Linked DNA regions of Zea mays: region 1 is linked to region 2. Evidence: chromatin contacts called from public Hi-C data. All regions are on one chromosome and are shown on one strand. Each heading gives the region's core, a stretch centred on a gene start, on an enhancer-like site or on the middle of the called end of the contact. The rest is flanking DNA. Distances are from core to core; before and after follow the strand shown. Region 1 holds the start of LOC100279770. Region 2 holds the start of LOC100277183 (AT5g02160-like protein).

Evidence for each region. A called contact is a pair of places that touch in the nucleus more often than the background predicts.
Region 1: a Hi-C map of leaf shows a contact between it and region 2, with 5 times the contacts expected there. The contact joins the promoter of LOC100279770 here to the promoter of LOC100277183 in region 2. A contact is called at or near these places in 6 of 25 Hi-C or Micro-C datasets (bundle sheath, ear, endosperm and 3 more).

What each region holds. Positions count from the first base shown.
Region 1 is chr8:137,942,648-137,948,941 of Zm-B73-REFERENCE-NAM-5.0, reverse strand. It overlaps LOC100279770, which reads right to left and starts at 3,133. Exons shown (of 9, transcript NM_001152728.2): 1 at 2,385-3,133; 2 at 291-1,522; 3 at 63-204. The coding sequence starts at 2,789.
Region 2 is chr8:137,731,014-137,737,854 of Zm-B73-REFERENCE-NAM-5.0, reverse strand. LOC100277183 (AT5g02160-like protein) reads left to right here and starts at 3,205. Exons shown (of 2, transcript NM_001150824.1): 1 at 3,205-3,618; 2 at 3,759-4,128. The coding sequence starts at 3,353. The coding sequence ends at 3,897.

The DNA of each region.
Region 1 (6,294 bases), core at 1,884-4,383, 210 kb before region 2:
AAAAGATATATGACAGCAACCAATCTCAAACAGATATCTGGGCAGCACTTCCATACTCCTACCTTTTGGACAACATAATTTCCAAATACATCAGTCATCAATGTGAGAGCTTGAGGCATGATTTCTGAAAAAACCATGTCCTTTTCTTCAGTACTGGCTGTTTCTAGCTTCTGTTGTATAAACCGGCTCCCATATTGATCGGCACTACATGATATTCAAAAAACAGTAGGATGAATTGCATGTTACAATATTATCATGTTTCTAGAAACATAAATGAGAAAGAACCATACCTAAACTCAACAACATGGCCAGCTATTTCGGAGAGCTCATATGATTTACTTTTGTTGCTCTTGAATTCCTCCAGAAGTGAGGGCATCAAATTGGCATCCATCTTTCCACCCATGCCTGAATTCCATGAACCAAAGGAATTACCGAAGTTTCTCATGCCTGATGGAAAGCGCATGTTGCGCTCACCATGCCTAAGTGGACTGCCTGGCGCAATAGGTGAAGAGGGAAGAACAGGACTCGCCAATGGACTTCCAGGATAACCAAGGTTAAATCCAAGATTGCCATAGTAACCATATTGTTTTTGAGACTGGAGTAAAGGGCCAATGTTAGCTTTATGAGTACCAAGTAAGTCCATGTAAGAATTTCCTAGATGGCCCCTGTCCATTAGAGGATCATCACAGGTAGCTGCAAGCTGAGCAAGGTACTGGATATATGCCGGATCAATAGAAGTCTGAAGAGAAGGTGAGGCAGTTGGACTTCCAATTCCATTATAGTTTAGCATGTTAGACATACCAGCTAAATTTTGTCGAGAAGATACAGTCCCTCCAGGGGATCTAGAACCAATCCTAGGGGAAGCAAACCCAGATCCAAGAGACAAACTGTCAAAAGATGTGAAACTGCCAGCATTAATCTGGTTTCTCATTGTAGATGAATTGGCCAAATTGGCAGAATATCCATCGGGTAACTTAGATTGTCCTTGTTCAGGACGTCTCATATAGTGCTGCTGATTTCCAGTTGTTTGGTCACCCTGTCGATCAAAAAGGAACTTCTGGACATTATCGACATCCTGATAGAGCTGAGACTGGTCCATAGTTTGCCCACTCATTGCCCTAGATGATAAGTTCATCCCAGATAAAGCAGCCACCAAATCATCAGATTCTCCGATTGCGGATGAGCTACGACGGAAAGAAGTGGAACCACCATTGATCTTCTTATCAGTGTTACCAACTTTCACACCAATTGGAGGCAGGGATGGACTAGGGGCCCTCCTCACAAGTTCAGGGTCTGGAGATGCACTCCTAGAAAGAGATGACCCTAAAATAGAAGCAAATGTGTTTGATGGCAGATCATTGTTCTGAATTTCATCCAAGCTCCGTAGACTATTGCTAGAGTGCAGGCCTCCAATAGTTCCAGATCCACGATTTAGACCATACTGTATTCCAGAAGAACCTAGTAAGTCATTACTATTGTGGCTGGCAGTATGCCTATCCATATCACGCTGGTACGAGTCTTCCTGCACCATTTACCACAAGAAGCATAAGTCTGATGTTAGTTCAATGGAAAAGAAAGAATGAACAGCGGTACGCGGGCGGGGGCGGGGGCGGAGGGGTAAAAATGGTAGTGGTTGAATGCAGGACTCCAAGAATTTTACAATGCAGTCATGAATAAATAAAGATCGGCAAAGGGAAGGGTACGATGCTAAGCAAATCACAAAAGATAGAAGATTCTCTCTATGCCCTAATGCAGAATATAGCTCACTGATGCACAGGCATGTCTATATTGCATCGAAGCATTTTGCACGTGAAATATGGAACAATGCTTGTAATGAACCAGTAGACGTTTCTCAAGACCAGAAAGCATGAACTGCTGCGGAAGCATTCATCATAACGTCACTAGTAACGGTATAACGTCACAATCAAGATAGTCAGCTGAAAATACAACTTAGGCCTCCAAAGCCAAATATGGAAAGAAGGCGTTTTTTCGTTCCTTGCGTCACTTATCTTCGCGTAAATAAATTTCGCTATCAATGAAGAAGCACCACTCGAACAAAATCCATAGATCACATATAACTGCAAGACAAAGACATCACCAGAAACCACAGGTCTCACGTGCAATCACGCATTCACACTGTAGAGAAAGCACAACGACTAGACACCTAATATATGTCAAATATAGAAAATCTAAGATACTTGGACGCTTGATATATAGATACTCCACTATAAGTGGAGTGAACTCAGGCCTATCACTCATCAGTCAAAAACAGGAACGACTAGAAGGTCAAAGGCTTTCTCGAAGCACGTATATTATGTATATTAGTAGCACAGAATGAAGGTAAACCTAAGAAGTAAGTGGGAGAAAAGATTCGATCTTTCCACCTGAAAGATGGTGGAGAAGCTCCTCTGGCGACCAAGATCGATCCCGGGCAGGCCGACAGTCCCCTCGGCAGCCGACGCCTGCTGCTGCTGCCTCCTGCCGTCCCCGATCCCGCCGAAGCCCGCGGAGCGGAGGCGGTGGTGCGAGGACCGCCAGTCCTCCTTGGACAGGAGCGGCGGTGGGAGGCGCGGGTTGAGGTGCGCACTGGAGTAGTAGTAGCTCTGGTACGCCGGGTCGGCGCGGAGGTCGTCGTCCACGAGAAGGCCGCCGTCGGCCCCGGCGGCGCCCAGGGCTCCCTCGACAGTGGGCGGCGCGGAGCCACTGCGAAACACCTCGAAGTCGCCGCGGTCGGTCTCCGCGCCAAACGCCGCCGCCTCGCCGCCGCGCGCCGCCATCTCCGTGACCATCGCCGTGGGGGTGTGAGGGGGTAGCAGCGAAAGAGAGAAAATGGAAAGGAAAAGAGGAGGCTAGATCTTTAAGTCCGCCGCGCTAGAACCCCGCCATTACCGAGCTCCGGCGGCCGGAAGCGCGGAGCTGAATCTTTCAGCGCCGGAATGAGCCGAGGCGGCGGGAACCGGGTTCGGATGCTCAGCGCGGGCGAATCGAGGGGCGGGCATCCATCTGCGTGGGGCGAGCGGCGTCCGAATTCAGAGGATTTGGGATTGGGATGGATTTTGGAGGCGCTCCGCCTTCGAGCAGTGGCGTGCTGAGGTAAGTACTGAGTAGGGAGGACTGGGGAAGAAGAGTAGAGAATAGACCGGAGAGGAAATCAGTCAGAGGCCGGTTGCGGCTCGATTAAGTACAACGGGCGGAGCGAGGTGCGCCGTTGGATTTTGGGGGTAGACGGCCCAGATTTGCCCGAGGGCTTTGGGTCCTCTTCTAGGGTTTTGTTCTCACACACACAGTCACATTACACAGTCACTCATCTTTGTTACTATCATACTCCGTGTCACGTGCAAAGTGCGTACATCTATTCCTCTTGCTACTCGTCTACCACTAGCCTATCGCACCATAGATGGTGAAAAAATACATAAGTTCAATATGATATGAAGCCACACGTAGTGTAGCTCTTTCACACAGTGTGTGCCTAAGGGTGGGGCAAAGGGTCAGTCGCCTCAGGCCCCAAATTCATAGGCCCCATTCTAGGTACATGTGTATAGTAGTCAGACTATCAATATATAGTCCAATGATTCAGTAGCGAAGTGTCGAAAAAAATAAAAATTATGGTGTATCCATTACTCATTCGTGTTTAAACATGTTAGAAGAAACTTTTATGTTAATATTGTAATATGTATCTTTTTTACTTGTTTGATAAGGATATTTTTAGATGTTGTTGTTCGAACCTCCGCTCCGACAAGTAAATTTCTATGTGTGTGTCCTGAGCTCTGGAAGGTGTGTTTGGTGGACGCAAGATTTATACTGGTTCGGACAGAACATCTCTACATCCAGTCTTCGGCGGCTCGCACTATCAACACCTTTGTTGCTCAATGCTCATAATAGGGATTATAAGTGGGTTACAAGCGGTGATAGAGAAAAGAAGGGCTCTCAAGTCTCTTACTAGGTATGTACCTCTGCGTTGCAACGGAGGATACTTGTGCACTCATAAGTTATTGTTTAGTACTATCAAGAATCAACTCAATAGTCACAACAAATGTTGAAGTTTGTCATTTCGAACAACCAAAATTTGGCTAATCTATTAATCGAAATAGGCAAATTCTAAGTTGATAATACAAGATATGATGATGTACCATGGTCTCCATAGAACAAATTTGCATTGCAGAGTGAAAAATTATAAAAAAGGAGATCTTAAGCCTATCAAAAGGGGATGGTGAGTTGTGACTATCAAAATTATTTTAGCTCACAAATATGGCCCTTTTATCTTTTATGTTGTGGGGAAATATGGTGTAGCATGATTTCTACATTACATACATATGGATAAGTATTATGACAATATTCAACTCATCTAAAGATGAATCCTCTAAAAACAGGCACAACAACTGAAGTTGTGCACATTCAAGTTTTAGGTTTCCTTACATAGACTATGAGGCAACCATGTAATGTTATTGGAGAGCAGCTGGCAACATTTAGAGAAATGAGGCAGAATGTGTTGAACATAGCTAGTTATGTGCCTATGTGTTGCTACGGTTTCAATCTGATAAAATACGCTAATATACAAAAACACTACTCCCTTCGTCCACATGATTTAGTTGTTTTGGGTTTGTCCTAAATCAAACTATTTTAACTTTAACTAACAATATATATAAGATTAAATTATTTTAAACTAAAAGAATTGTATATTACAATAGTTCAAGTTATGATGAATCTAGTAACTTTACTTTTATGTTGTAAAATCTTATAAAACATCTAATATAATTGGTCAAAGCTTATATTGATTGACTTAGGACAAACCAAAACGACTAAATCATGTGGATGGAGGGAGTAATTGTCATCTTATATCACCAATATCGCGCCACATTAGCAAACTCTCCCTTCTCTATATCACCACTCCCGTAGCGGTTCCCTCTATATCATTTCCCTACAATCCACCATACATATAAAATTACATTTCCCTTCAACTACCACAAGTATCAATCTTTTTGTTTAATTTATCTTTTTCATCACCTATATATATATATATATTAAATGTAATATATCAAATGATGATTAATATTAATGACACAAAATCGATAACCAAATTGGTTCCATTAATTTGTCATTTTTCACAATCATGTCTGAATAGACAAATGTAGCTCAAAGTCTAGTTCAGGAACAAAGGACAGCAGTCCTAGGCACACGACCATCAAAACAACTCAGCTCGATGTGAAAAGTACATTACTACAGACCCCTTTTCAAATGTTCAGATGTGCATTAAGACTAAAACTGAAACAAATCAAACACTTCATAACTTCAACAATGTGCAGCATAACTTCAGGCTTGCATCAAAAAATGGGCTAGGTCTTTTCTTGCCATAATATGCCATCACATCTTCAAGCTTGCATGAGAAAATTGATCGGATCTTTTCTCTTCTTGACATAGTATGACATCACCTTGTCCAATGTCAACAGTTTGTACTAAGGACAACAATAGAGTCTGCAACTTCTCAGCATCATATTTGGACATTATGATGAAGTACTAAAAATAAGGAGTAGAGTGATCAGCTTGCCTTAATTTTAAGTTGGCAACAATAAGATGGTGTACAACGAACAAAGCCTAGTGTCAGGTACTTATGGTGGCAGCCAAATCATCAATATGCCTACCATTTGAAGATGACGTCAATCAGTAGCATACCCTAGTAGAAGAACCTATTTGCCTAGGTGTTGGAAGCACCAACTTCTATCAATACTACTTTTTTATGGTAACAAATTCAGAAATGAGCTTACTCGAGCTATATTAAATGTGACCATAACATTAGGTAAGACATGATTTCGATTGTTTGCGGGTAGGGTGTTGCTTCTAATAGTTGTCACCAAGCAATGGTTAATTTGGATGTCTAGAAATACTACTTGACATAGAATTTCAGCACCTGGATTTTAGAGCGTGCTACACCATCCCATTTGTTATAGGTACTGCAACTATTTTTTGTCCATAAACCATAGTCCATCCTGAGAAAAAAGCGTGAGATTGAGAATCCAAGCAGATATGGATAAATAAAAGGAGTGTGGCTTCTGCATATTACCCAACAACAAAGAATGCATTGTCATCCAAGTGTTAGATATGAACATTTGTGGCATTATTTTGGAATATAATATCCATAAAGCCCTAATAGGTGCTATTTGTGATAGAATTGTGTCAACATTTGGTAGGTATAAACATCAAAAGACTACAGACATATTAAACTGAATAGTCACCAAACCCCAAACATCTATGAACTAAACCATCGATCCTTGCACGCGTCGCAATGGAAACACAACA
Region 2 (6,841 bases), core at 1,956-4,455:
CAAAGCTTGTGATCATCAACTTGGTGGCCTTCTGTGCTCCGTGTACAGGGGAAAGGAGAAATAAACAATAACTCAGATGACGCAGTAAACAAATAGCATTGTTGAAAGCTGCTGATTAGCACATAGTAAGTAGGATCCATCAACAAAATGTTAACACAAAACTTCTATTACAATGACTAATCATTAAAATTTAAGTGATACTGATGCTTACCTGTCTCCTTGAGGTTAATAGTTCAACACTAAGATTTGTAAAAAATATCTTATTCAATTAAATTTTGGTAAACCTTTTGGGCATGCTAACTATATTTAGAGGTTAATAATATAGAAATTGTTGTTAATAGGAGTACACATAGAGAGTTATAGCGTACCTGTTTTCGCTGACACTCCAGACACAGGGTTCTATTGAAGACGCAAAAAACATTTCTGGATCTATTGCCATCTACAGCACAGCGTATTATATGAACTGGGCGTTGATAGATCCATTACCAATGCTAGAATGCAAAGGTGCTGAGGTTTGATGAACATAAAAAACCTATAATATGTCGTTCTGAAAAAATCAATAAAATAATTTCTATTGAACCCTCCAAATAGCGCCAAAAGCTTTAGAAGCATTACACGACATTCCAAAACGTAAACATGTAATCCAGCAAAAATATGAGTTGAAGTAGTATAATTCCCTGAACAGGACCAACCAGGAGCAAGACATCATAGTACAAAAGATTAGCAGGTTAGGATAAACAATTTCACCTTTTTATTGGTTCACTTACTTCTAGTTTGTTAGCCCCACCCAGAGGTGTCCATGCAGTGCTACAGTTTAACATTAGATCTTGTTTCCTTATATTTCCAAAGCCATTTGTTTCGAAATTCCTAGTATTCCTGCGTTTATCAGTAAGTTTTACTGCTACATTCTTTTTTCACCAAACTGTTTCATAATTTTCTATAGGACCTATATCAAACGATTAGTGGGAGAAGCTATTTTTAAGTCAAAAACAGATGAGTTAATAAAGTCTATGTAGTCAGCGACATTGCAAACGAGTATGTCCAGCATTTTTTTATACAATACACAAGAGAAAAAAAGAAGAAGAAGCACTTGACAAATTAAAACAAGCAGTGCGCCAAAACAAACCTGAGAGTTGTAGCTATTGGCACAGCGGGCGATCCAGGAGCAGATAGGCATGACGAGCTTCAGGAAGTGCTTCGGCAAGTATGTAGATTGTCAAAGATCTATGGAAACATGACGGAATGAAATAGTGACACAATGAATTGAGTGAAATTATGCAAATAACTACTGACAGATGATCTCGATTCAAAATCCTAAGTGATGCTGCTGAATAGCAGTTGTAGCATAGACTGCATAGTGCTTGTTCAACTGCTTCGATAACCTTACGACCTCAATTCCTTATCCATGTTGTCCATTTGCATGGCATAATGTGGAAAATCGGTATAAGAATTGCTTGTTGATAGCAGCAAAGTAGATATAGTTGTGTCAGTATTAGTGGCATCATGACACACTAGGTGACATTAAAATTTCAGGTTATCAACCACTCACACTAAGTGCATTATCTTTGTAGGACGCTGTGAATGCTAAAAAAATAAAATAGTTTCTATGTCATACTGATCAGTTGTAAAATAACTTGTGATTTATAGTCTCCACAGGATGTGTGGAATAGATGTGAGAGGTGGGAGAAAAGTGCCTGCCACTGCCCCTTCTCCTCCTCGATGAGGTAGCCCTAGTAGCTGTTCTTGCTGCCGCCAGACGTGGCCGTAGTGGGAGAGAGCCCTCGCCCCCACACCGCCGATGCCCTCCAAGCGGCCTTCCCTACACGCCATGGACGAAGCCGCCGCCGCGCGCCTCCGCGCCTCCACCCCGCGCTCCAAGAAACGCACCTCCCGCTCCAAGTCCCGCGGCCGCTCCCAGGATCGCCGCCGCTCCCCGAACCCTAACCCTAGCTCCCGTCGCGAGCGCGCCGCGGACCACGGCTCCGCCGTGCCCTCGCGCAAGAGCGACCGCAAGCCGAACCGCTCCCCCGGATTCTGCCACGCTCGCCACGGCCATGGCCTCGGTTGCCGCCGCCTCGGCGCCGTCCAGAAGCTCTGGAGCGAGGTCGATGAGGTCGCGCTGCTCACGGGCGCTGACGCCTTCAAGGACCGCACTGGCATCGCGCCGCGCCTTCAAGGACCTTTGGGCATGGGCGGCGGCGGTTGGACGAGGGTCGAGCGGGGGAGGAGGGCGTTGCGATGGACGATTGGGCGATGGACGAGTGGTTGGCCGATTCAGCCTCGGGAGGGGGACAGTCGAGCGGGCGGTGGACCTCGAATCGAGCGGCGGGATTTGTGATAAACGATGGAGGATGGACGGACGGTGTAGATTAGCGAACGGCAGAACGACAGACTACTGTTACTGTCTTAATAAGTAGTATAGATAATGATAGTACAAATATTATATGATTCTTAGTCGCTCATGAACCCCATGTGAGGATGAGGACCTAGGCTTGGGCACCTCCCTTTAATTTTCGGTAAAGTTGGCTGCAACAAAGGGAGACAAGTGCAGAAGTTGGAGATAAATGGTCCATCCGCTGGTTACAAAGCAAATAAAGTATTGGACCGGTAGTGATAGAGGTGCATCACTACTGGCTACAAACTAAATCGATAGCGATCGAGGAGTCATCACTGCCGGTATCTTAAACCAACAATGATGTGTGATTATTGTCATTGCTGGTTGTAGAAGGACCAACTTAGTTTAGTTTAATAGAATAAACGATACTGATGTCCCCTGCCCTTTGAAAAGATCATGATATATCTAAGAAAGAAAAGAAAGAGGTGAATTGGGTTTGTCTAAAATTCATAAATCAAATCATTAGTGCAAGCCCAACTTTACAATATGAGCCTATGCATGTCCGTTCGTTACAATCACCATACTAGCTAGATTTATCTTTTAAATTTTTATCCATACAAATGAAGAAATCCAGTTGGATACAACACGAGTTATCTATATAGTGAAGTTTCTTCCTAACAACCAGACCATGGAAGCTGGTCATGCTGACAAGGACTGGCTGACTCAGCAGAGGATCACGGTGGTTATTCAGCAGATGGAAACGTTGGGACGGGATCACGGTCGCAGCATGGGTCGACCAGTCAGGCGGCAGCGACGTGCCTCCCCACTCCCCTCCCTCGCTTATCCGCGACCCACTTTTGTGAGGTCGCAATTCATCCTGGTCGCCACCAGTACCACCTCTCCATCCTTAATCCTTCACTAGCTTAGCTAGCCAGCCACCTCCGTTCACTCCATCTCTTGCCGGCCAGTGCTCCGTCGATCGACCCGTAGCCAACCACCGACAACTAGCTAGCAACAATGGCTGCCGTCGTCAACGCGCGAGCCGCAACTGCTCGTTGCTCGGCCGCCGGCGGGCCACCACGCGGTGCTGCGTCTTCGTTTCCGCCGTCGACGATAAGGACGAGGAAGAGGACGACGGCGGCGGCGGGCGGCCGCGGCCGGCTTGTCGCGGTCTCGGCGGTGGGCGACGTCGCGGCGGAGGGCAACACGTACCTCATCGCCGGCGCGGTGGCCGTCGCCCTCGTCGGCACGGCCTTCCCCATACTCTTCTCGCGCAAGGACACGTAAGCAACGGCAACGGCAACGCCATCATCGATCCGATTCCATCATCAATATATATACTGCTACTGCCATGGCATGCCATGCATGCATGCATCAACTCATGGCGACTGGCCGGCCACGCGCGCCATATATATATTTGCAGGTGCCCGGAGTGCGACGGCGCCGGGTTCATCCGAAAGGCGGGCGCGACGCTGCGGGCGAACGCCGCGAGGAAGGACGAGGCCCAGATCGTCTGCCCCAACTGCAACGGCCTCGGCAAGCTCGGACAGATCGACAAGTAGCTAAATAATCCCATCCACCATGCATGCTACGTACTAAGCTCATATACATGTGCTGATGTGCATGCATGGACCAACCAAACTGCTCCTTTGTATAAGCTCTTAATTAAATCTCCTCTCCGACAATGTCTGAATGTATATGCTGAGTGAGTGTTAATTTGGTCTGTAATATAACCTGTTGCTTTGTCAGAAACGATGTTGTGCAATAACATTGTTGTCGGTGGTGTTGTTGTATGTGCTAGTGATGTCTCTCAATATATGTATGTCTATCAGATCAAACTGTTGTGCAATCAAGCTTTTCGTGCAACCGAACTATCTAAAGTTCTGAAAAAATATCCAAATATTAATAGAAATACTTTATTATATACTCTACCAATGTATAAAATCTAAATTATAATCCATCCTATGTTAAAAGATATAAAAGACGAAAAATTTATACGATGTGAAAGAATAAAAAATGGTAGAACTTTCTCTTTATTATACCTTTAGCCATAGGATGAATTGGAACTTAAATTTTTGATACATTAGTAAAGTATATACTAAAGTATATATATATATATATTAATTTTTTTGTGAGTTTTGGTTGTTTGATTAGGGAATGACAATGGGTCGGGTTTGAGTCGGGCTGAGCAAAAACCCGCCCGTGACCGCACCTGTGAAGTCTACTAAACCATCTCGTGATTACACTCACGGGTGCAATTCCAAACCCGCGCCAGAATCCGGGTTTCGGGTCACCCGCGGGTTTTTACTCTGCGTACACTTTTAAATAATAATTTAGCTATAAGCAATTTAACACCGATAATAATTGAGTTATATCTACTAATTTTAAGTTTTCTCATGTTGAGCAACAACAAAATATTTTATGAATCATTAGTCAAGTTACTTATTCAAAATAATTACTATTATGGCTTAAATATTTTCATGCAAATTAAAGAATGAACAAAATTTCGCGTCGGGTTCGGTTCACCCGCGGGTTGAAAACTTGAAATAGGAACCCACGTCCACACCTGCGAAACTTTGGGTAGGGTATGAGTTGCACCCGCGGGTCAAAATCTTCACCTATACCCACACCCACCGGGTCGGGGTACCCGTCAAATTTCGGCTTTACGGGTTAAATTGATATCCCTAAGTTTGGTTATATTGTATCCCTTGTTTTAACGTTTATTAGTAAGTGGGTCCAGCTGCATTCAATCGAGGCAGCTGGTCATCAGTTTGCACTTGCACTTTGGACCATACTTCCAATATATCAACTTTTGTATGGCCACTCTCCCAATGAAAGTGGTAGCAAATAAGAACTCTCCTATGTTAAAGTAGTAGCCCACATCTAACACAAGTGGTACCACACACAACAATACAACTCGATGATCATTTGTTGATCATCAACTAATTGTTTGCACAACATTTCATAAATATATACAATAATAAAATATATTTCAACCTAGAAATTACTCTACCTCAGAATAGGCTTAAGCTATGGTAAGCAGATCGTGTATATAACTGTGCAAAACACTATTTTGCATTGTAGATTGTGCTATCATGTAGAGTGCAGTTTGAAATAAGAAATGAGAATGAATAAGTTGTTGGAGATAGCCTTAAACTATCACTACTGGTTTCGGTGACATATGTTAGAATAGACTATCACCGCTGGGTTTTAACCCCTCACCACTATCAATGTCAGCTCAGACTACCACTGTCGGTTTCGGTGATAGGTTCATGTTTTAAATATTAAAACTCGAGACATTAATATTTAGGGGTTATTTGGTTTGCTGCCTCGCTTACCACAGTTTGCCACATCTAAGGTTAGACAGTGTTAGATGTGTGTTTGGTTTGCATAGCCACAGTAGTGGCAAGATTTTTCTCCAACTGCGTAGGCCCCACTCATCAACGACACGTAAAAGTATGGCAATATTTCCTTAGGTGTGGCAAATGGTGCACAAAATTTGAGCACCTAACCTTAGGCAAGTGTGGCTTAAAATGTGTGGCATTTTGGGCACCTTAAGTATACAATCAAACAGTCACATACACTCTCACGAGCGCACATAGCAATTGAGCTATGCGACACGTGACTAGATTGTTAACACTATTCTTTTAACTACAAGTTGGGTACTCTCACACCCGATTTTAGAAGGCAAACCGAATGCGAACCATGTACGTGCCAGGATCAGTTATTCACGTACACAACAGTTACATAATATGGACATCATCACACAGTGCTCAAAATAGTATTAATAAGGGAAATAGTCGATTACATCATACGTCTGAGACGTCCATATAGTTCTTACAATAAATCAAAGTGTGGAAAAGAAACGTAGATAACGCGGCCTTCACAGGCAGCCGACTGGGGGGTTGCCGCTAACCCACACCTAGAACTCGTCGTAGTCTTGGAACTCCTAGAAGTCTCCTTCCACAACTTCATCTTCGCCTGAGCAGTGGTTGCAATGCTGACAACCTGGGGGGGGGTTTGGTGTGTAGAGCAAGGGTGAGTACACATCAACATACTCAGCAAGTATCCTGTTTGGCTGTAGTGGACTAGCTTTATGTGGGGATAAGTCAAGCAGTTGCTTTTAGTTGGTCAGGTTATTACTTACTAGTAGAAAGCCAGGTTTTAACATTAACCCAAGTTATTAGCCCAATGTATCCTTTCCAAACGGAAAGAATACCACTTACCAATACCATAATCGTAATCAGAACCATCAATCTCATTGCCACCTGTACCAAAGTATCTCTGATCAAGTATCACTAATCACTGGAGCTCCCTTGGCCGCTCATAACCGCGAGCACGGCTGATATATCAGTTTCATAACACTCTGCAGAGGTTGTGCACTTTACCCACAAGCCGTGATTCCCTCTCTGGCCCGGGCTTGCAAGACCCTTATTCACTCCCGAGGTGAATGGCCAAGGATTCACTACGAAGCCTTTACAAAGATTCCCCGGGGCTGTAGCCACC